Linked DNA regions of Gossypium hirsutum: region 2 is linked to region 1. Evidence: chromatin contacts called from public Hi-C data. All regions are on one chromosome and are shown on one strand. The core of a region is the stretch at or near the end of the contact, and the rest is flanking DNA. Distances in the headings are between cores, read along the strand shown.

The links. Hi-C and Micro-C count contacts between places; a contact is called where the count stands out from the background.
Region 2: a Hi-C map of leaf shows a contact between it and region 1, with 2.6 times the contacts expected there. The contact joins the promoter of LOC107910421 here to the promoter of LOC107910425 in region 1. A contact is called at or near these places in 5 of 34 Hi-C or Micro-C datasets (hypocotyl, leaf and petal).

What each region holds. Positions count from the first base shown.
Region 1 is chrD02:11,027,871-11,031,581 of Gossypium_hirsutum_v2.1, forward strand. LOC107910425 (auxin efflux carrier component 6) reads right to left here and starts at 2,148. Exons shown (of 7, transcript XM_016838263.2): 1 at 1,676-2,148; 2 at 537-1,150. The coding sequence starts at 2,106.
Region 2 is chrD02:11,197,311-11,201,021 of Gossypium_hirsutum_v2.1, forward strand. It overlaps LOC107910421 (bidirectional sugar transporter SWEET1), which reads left to right and starts at 2,078. Exons shown (of 6, transcript XM_016838256.2): 1 at 2,078-2,772; 2 at 2,862-2,898; 3 at 3,419-3,514; 4 at 3,688-3,711. The coding sequence starts at 2,739.

The DNA of each region.
Region 1 (3,711 bases), core at 898-3,397:
GGAGTTTAAATTTTGTATTTAAAAGTTTCATAAAATTAAAAATCGAAAAAACAAATTTATGAATATCTAAAAACTAAAAAAAATTCAGACAGGCACGTGTCTCGACATTTGTGTTCGTAGTTTTGTAAGACAAAACATACATGTACACTCCTGCAAAATCTGCATGTCTCTTTGAATTGTTTCTCAGATCTAAGGCAATTATTTTCAATAGTGCAATATTTGTGCGACAAAAATAGTAGGACAACTTTTGGAAACAAATTTATTTTGTTGTTATTAAATATTTGATATCGTGACAACAATCATATTTAATCATTATACTGAATTTAATAGTAAATACAATAATTTCAAGTAAAATAAAACATACAAATTATTATTGAAATTCGATAGTAAAGGGAAAAAAAATCTTAAGTCATTATCAAAATATTAGATATATTTTTTGTAATCTTAATTCTTCAAATAATATAGTGATGTGAAATTTACTTTCTAAAATAGAAAATTATTTTTAAATAATATTAGAAGTTTTTGCATGCACTTACCCCCAAGGTCTTTGAAGCCCTGCCTATTATCATCCCCACCACCATCTTGACAGTCCCAAACCATTTTTGTAGGAGGAACCACCGGAGACGGCTGCCGGAAAACTTTCCCACCAGCCACGGGAGACCTCATCCAGATTGGTGTATTCCCGGCTGCCGTAGTAATCACATCCATTTCATTAAAATTAGAAGCCCTTGGGGTCGGCTGCAAAGAGTAAGCATCCGACGAAGCATACCCGGACAAACGGGGGCTAACGGCACGGTAACCGAACCCCATGTCGCCGTTACAGAATACAATCTCGTTATTGTTGGGTCCGCCGGGGGTGTTAACGGAAAATATGTCGGCGTTAGAGAGGTTGGATGCTCTAGGGGTGAGGCAAATGGAGGATGATAGAGCCGATTCCGGAGCCGATGACGTGGACCGCCTGATTCGGACTCGAATACGGCCGTTGATGTCGGTTTCGGATTCTGTACGGAGAGGATCACGACCGTCCAATGAAATGACGTCGTTGTCGAGCTCGAATTTGGAAATGGTGGCAGCTGTGGGGCCCGGGAACTGGGTTTTGATTAAGAGCGTTGCCGCCCTGTATTCGAAGAGGAATAGCAATAGTGTGTACCTGCACTCGAAACGACGCCGTATGATTTTTATCTTATGTAAGGTTTTAATAATTCATTGTTATCTTTTTTCAAACAATATTGAGCTGACTTTTGCTTAGAAAATCACTCCCTAGTTTTACACGGTCAACTTTGATTTAATCCCAAAAAAAACCATATAAAATAGTTTTAGTTGAAAATAAAAGAAAATGGTCAAATTTTCTAAAAAAAAATAAAGACAAAAGTAATAGTTTGTGTTTTATTATATAAAATCATGCCACAATCAATTAAATGCAGAGACTATTTGAATATCTAATCACTGTATATTTTAGGCACTTCAATCATGTTATTTGTTTTTGGATACATCATCGCTGTTTTTGTATAGACAAATGTTTTTGTTTTTTGTAATAAAGATGGGGTAATTATTTTTTCATAATATAAAGATGAGATAATTATTTGATATCAATCCCATTTTTTTTCAACACAAATCCCTAGCAATTATACCATTTTAATCCGAAAAGATATATAAGATTGGAGTTAATGTATACCAGATGATGCATTGAAGAACAACGAGTTGAACCATGAGACTTTGAGTGAAATCTCCATACATAGCATTAAGCAAGGGGATGCCCATGACGAGAGTGTTGGGCAAAGTGGCGAGGGAGAAAAGGGTGATGAGCCAATCGAGTGAGCCACCAGGGAAGAATATAGCCCAAACCGAAAGCAAAGCAAGGACCAACACCTTGGACACCGTGTCCGCTATGATGAACTTGGTGTCCATCTGGTACGGGTTGTTTTGAGCTATGAAATGGAATGACAACACCGGCACCGCGAAAACCGCCACGAACCGGTTGATCCCCGAACACTGCTCCGGGCTGAATATTCGCCACCATTTCACCGATCCGTACGCTATTATCATTGCGAAATACAGTGGAACCATCGCACACATCACCTTGTAAAAATCACCCCCTGTTATCATCTTCACTCTTCTTCTTCTTTTTTTGGTTTTTTATTTAATTTTTTAAAGAGAAAATGGAAGAGATTATATAGAGGATTTATGGACAAATTTGGCCCTCGAAAAGTTGGTAATTTACTTTCTAAGGTACTGTAAGCAGCGGGAATTACGGTTCCAGATCTAATGATTAACTTTCTAATATAAATTTTCGTGCATGGGTTTGATAATGATATATTTTTATAATTTGACGTTTATATATATTATGAATGAATTATTGACATTTAATATTAATAAATAAAGTTATATGAGATATTTAATTCTAAAAGGTTTTAAAATTTTAATAAAGCCATACATAATCTATCAAATATGATATTAAATCATATGACAACCTGCATTTTGTAATATAGATTCTCTTAATATACTCTACACCATGTTTAATGTTATTATGAGTTCCTATTTGATGTGATTTTGATTTCCCTATTATCCCATATATACTGTTGATTCAAGCCCAAATTAATTATCTTACTTTGAAAACTAATTTATTTTTGTATCTTGATTGAATCGATTTCATTAATAATTATTTATTTAAAATATATTATATTATTACGATGGTATTTTTATTTTTTTATATAAAACCAATGAAACTTTAAATATAATTATAAATTCAACCAAAATTTTTAATAAACATAAATCGATCATAAAAATAAAACAAAAGCAAAATAGTCTAATAATTTGGTTTTCAACAAAACTCGGGTACTATCATTATCATTCGGTGTCGTTTCAGTCTACTGTTGACTATTTCCCCAAATAAAAAGCTGCAATAATGATTCATGAAGTGCACTTTGGGAAAGTAAAATAAGGGGGGTAAACTCTCCATGATATATAGCCATGATCTTATGTAAACACTGTGCTTTCGTCCCACACTTATTAGCCAGGTTGTTAAGAAAGTCCACTTTTTCTGTAAAATCTATTGTCAAAAATTATAAATTTGACAAATTTATGTACATATGATGAAACATAGATATTAATAAATAGATTGGATGTATATGTATAAAGTGAAAATAAAAAGGAGCTTTTGGTGGTCAATTTTTGCACGTATAAAGGGTACACATTATGCAGCAATTTACGAAGTGGTTTGGTTGATGACGATGGGGTCGAGGGTGGGGGATCACACGATTGGCCGAGCCTGCCTCTGCCAAAGACAATGGGACCATATCAAGGCATGATTCATCCACAAACAGCCTATACTGAAAGCTGATTATTCTGCCTATATCAATTATATATAAATGTGTGTCAAACCAACCGGGAACCAGCTTGCATGTTCTCATGTTTTCCATAATTTTTTTTTATGATTACACGATTCAAATATAATATAATAATCAAAACATGCGGTAAATTAAGAAATCACTGAATACATATGAAGTTGTTAAAAATTAATTTATATACTATAAATGATCATATCGAAATATATAAATATAATACTTGAATATACATCAATTAAAATGTTTCAAAATAAATTTTATTCCAGTTGCATGCTGCATATGGATTCTATCACGCACTCAATGAAAGCAAATGTAGTCTTTAATCGAAGAGAGAATATACAATCCGAATGCATCGTACGTGCAACAT
Region 2 (3,711 bases), core at 828-3,327, 170 kb after region 1:
AATAAATTACTGGTGAAGTGATAAAATAATTTCAAATCTAAAACTAGTATCAACATTTTTGTGTACAATCTCCTATGAAACTCATCCCCTCCCCTTCTGTCTGAGGTTAAAAAAGTTCGAGAGCGGTGAGAGAGTGAGTGTGGGTCCTAAAGTAAAGAACAAAATATGTCATAACTCATATATATATAAATAACCAAACCGCACTGTTTGTAGCAGCCCATCCACGGCATGGCCATCTGGATAAATGGGGTCATTAATGCCGAGGAGATAGGGTTACTTCCCTTCCTCCCTATTTTCACTACTCAATATTTCAACAACGACAACCATAGCATTTAAAGTCCTTTAATCATCCCTCAATTTGCAATGTAAAATAAAATTTAAAAAAGCAACAAAAAGGGTAAAAAATAATAAGATTATAGTTGCTTAAATCGGATAAGATAAATCGATCAAATTAATAATTGAAGTAGAAAATTAATTGATCGTAATATGAACTGAGATAAAAAATTAATTGAGTCAACTGTTAATTTTTTTTAATTTTTTTTAATTTTTTATTTAATTAAAATAGAATTAAAAATCACATCCATTGAAATGAAAATTAATTAAGTGAGGGGTTCAACCATCTATTAATTTCAAAAACCACAAATAGGATATCAAACTTGCAAGAACCAATTTCGATAATTAATATATTAAATATATAAATATATTAAACTTATATGACAAATTATTAATATATTAAATTTATATAAATACAGATTAGGACACATTCTTTAAGTGGATGAGAATAATTATCTAATAAATTTAGTAGAAATTGAAATAAACGTTAATATAATTTTGATTGAAAATGATAAAATTGAAAGAGTGAGCATTAAAATATCTTTAGTTTAATCTCACCACATACATATAATTTTATAAAAAAAATATAATTACCTTAAAATAATATTTGTTCATTTGTAAAATGAATGGACATTTGATAATTTCACAAATGAGTTAAGAGCTGGTTGAGGGTGAAACAAATGATAAGTTAAAAAATTGTGATTATTTGAGTTGAATCATTGTTATTTTATTTTATTTTTTTATGATATAAAAAATAAATATTTGTCGAGTTATATAGATCAGTGATTAAATCTCTTGTTAGATACCTATTTGATATGGGTTCAAACTGTGTGAACCTATCTTTTTTTTAATAAATAATAAACATCACTAAGCGATTACAATAAAATCATAAATCAAAACCCAAATTGTCCTTTTGAATCAACCTCTTATAGCTTGAAGAGGGATGGAGAATATCTGGATACTTATGAAACTTGGGCAGCATGTTTAGCCATAAAATATGCAACTTCAATGTGAGCTCTGGGAATGTGACGGATCCGAACTTTCTAATTTCGATGCAAAAAATGTTTAACCCCAATATTATATAAAAAAATATTTATATTTAAAATAATGAAAATAGCGTAAAATGTTGATACTTGCATAGTCTCTCCTAACCGCGCACTCAAACCCATGTCCTCCAATATTGACAACAATGTCTATGCCGGTTAAAACTCAATTGACAAAACTCGTTTATTTTTTAATTAAAAAAACATTTAATTTTTTTTCTTTTTTCTCTTTTGGTCCTGATTTCTCAAAAGAAAAAAGAAAGAGTAAAATCTAAATCTAGGATATGATTATAATTATAATTAGAACCTTATGTCTCCCTCATAAAAGGTTGATTAGGTTAAAGATGTTCAAAGCCCATATGAAAAGTAAATCATGATTAGTTACTTAATCTCTTTTGTTAGGAAGACTAAATAATTAGTCTGTTTTATTCAATTACTCATAAATTATTTATTTAATATTTTTGTTAACATCATGCTTTGAGTTTAATTTTGGATAAACTTGATAAAATAACACCACAATGAATATTTCTTTTTTGCGCAATAGTTTTATCGTAAAAATGTGATTTTTTAAATTAGAAATAAAGTATTTTTGTATATCAAAATTAGGCTTAATATTTATAAATTTATATTTAAAAAATAGGAATAAATAATAAAATTTCATTCTCACCTACTTTTACGAGCGTAACATTATCCAAATGAAAGAAATAAGGGAAATTAATTGATTCCTTAAAACAACAAACCTTGGAGACTGTATTTGTTTGAGCTATGGGTTGTTCTTCACGTAACTTCATTTCTAGTCATCCTCTCCTAACTTTCCTCTTCATTTATTTGTCCTTTTTTCTCCCTTTGCATAATTTATTCTCCCTTCTTCCAAATCCCCATTTCATTCAAGTATAAATATTGCATAACATTTGATTAAATCACTATTATGATGTCACTGTTCAAATCACATGGACTTGTTAAAATTTCATATTATCTGTAAAACCAAAACAAGTTAAAGGGGGTAATGTGAATAAATTGAAAGTTTACGTCTTCGAATCCGTCCAATATCACTGTCAACAAAACCGCCTATATCCAGGTTCCAGAGCGATATCAATTTACCATGGTTTCTCCAGTATAAGAAGCAAGCAGAAATGGACGCTTCTCCTTACTAGGGGGGGGGGGGTCCTTTGGATAAGATCAAACACCACAACATATATTTTCTTTTTTACCGTTTTCCAGTTAGTTTTCAACAGTTTTCTCTCTTCTCCCTTCTTCCCCTTATTTTCTATATAAACCGCCTTGCCTTCCTTCTCCATTTCCTTTCTTCTTATACTTACCCTCTTCACTCTGAATATTTGGGTTTTGGTTAAGGTTTCAACAATGGAGGTTTTGCATTTCGTGTTTGGTGTTTTTGGTGGGTTTTTCTGTTTCTTTTCTTCAACTTTGTTTAATGTTTTTTTTTTAATTTATGGTTTTTTCTGTGGTGTTTTTTTTTGGGTACAGGAAATGCCACTGCTTTGTTCCTCTTCTTGTCTCCGACGTATGTATAACAAAGCAACTGTTAAATTATTTTCTCGGGAAACAAACACACAAAGACTAATCTTTTCTTTTATGAGTTTTGATTTTAAATGTGAGAACTTTAAAACGGTTCTTCTTCATCAATGGAAGAAGAACAAGTTTGATCTTTTCTTTTCTTTCTTAGCCAGTTTGTTGGTTATTGGAAACACATGCAAACAAAGACTAATTTTTTGCCAGTTTCTGGTTTTTGGAAACCAAGTTGAATCAACAAATATATTATTTCCCCCCCAAAGAAAGGTGAAACCATTTGTTTTTCTTAATGTAGAAATTCATGTTGGTTTTTTTTTCTTTTTAAAAATATAATTTTCCTCCATTTTCTAGTCTTCAAAATGGTTATAGGTAATACTTGTTCACTTTAAATTTTTCTCTTCTCTACACATTTTGGGTATTTTAAAAAAAAAAAAAGAAGAGAAAATTTCAATTACCATTCAAAGATTGATTTAAAACTAATTATTTTGTTAAATCATGTTTAAAATTTGAAGGATTACATTTAAGAGGATCATTAGAAGTAAGTCCACAGAGCAATTCTCTGGAATTCCCTATGTCATGACCTTGCTTAACTGTCTCCTCTCTGCCTGGTGAGTTTTTATAATATTTTTAGATGATGTCAATTTCTTTTTTGGAACTCCAAAAGTGTGAAGAACAAATCTGCTTTAAGTTTGTTTTAATTATCTAGAAAAAGTTAAAAAGCAGCCTTATCATTCATTTAAGGCAAATCTTCATTTGTGGTTTGTGACAAATTTTCCCATAGGTATGGCCTTCCCTTTGTATCTAA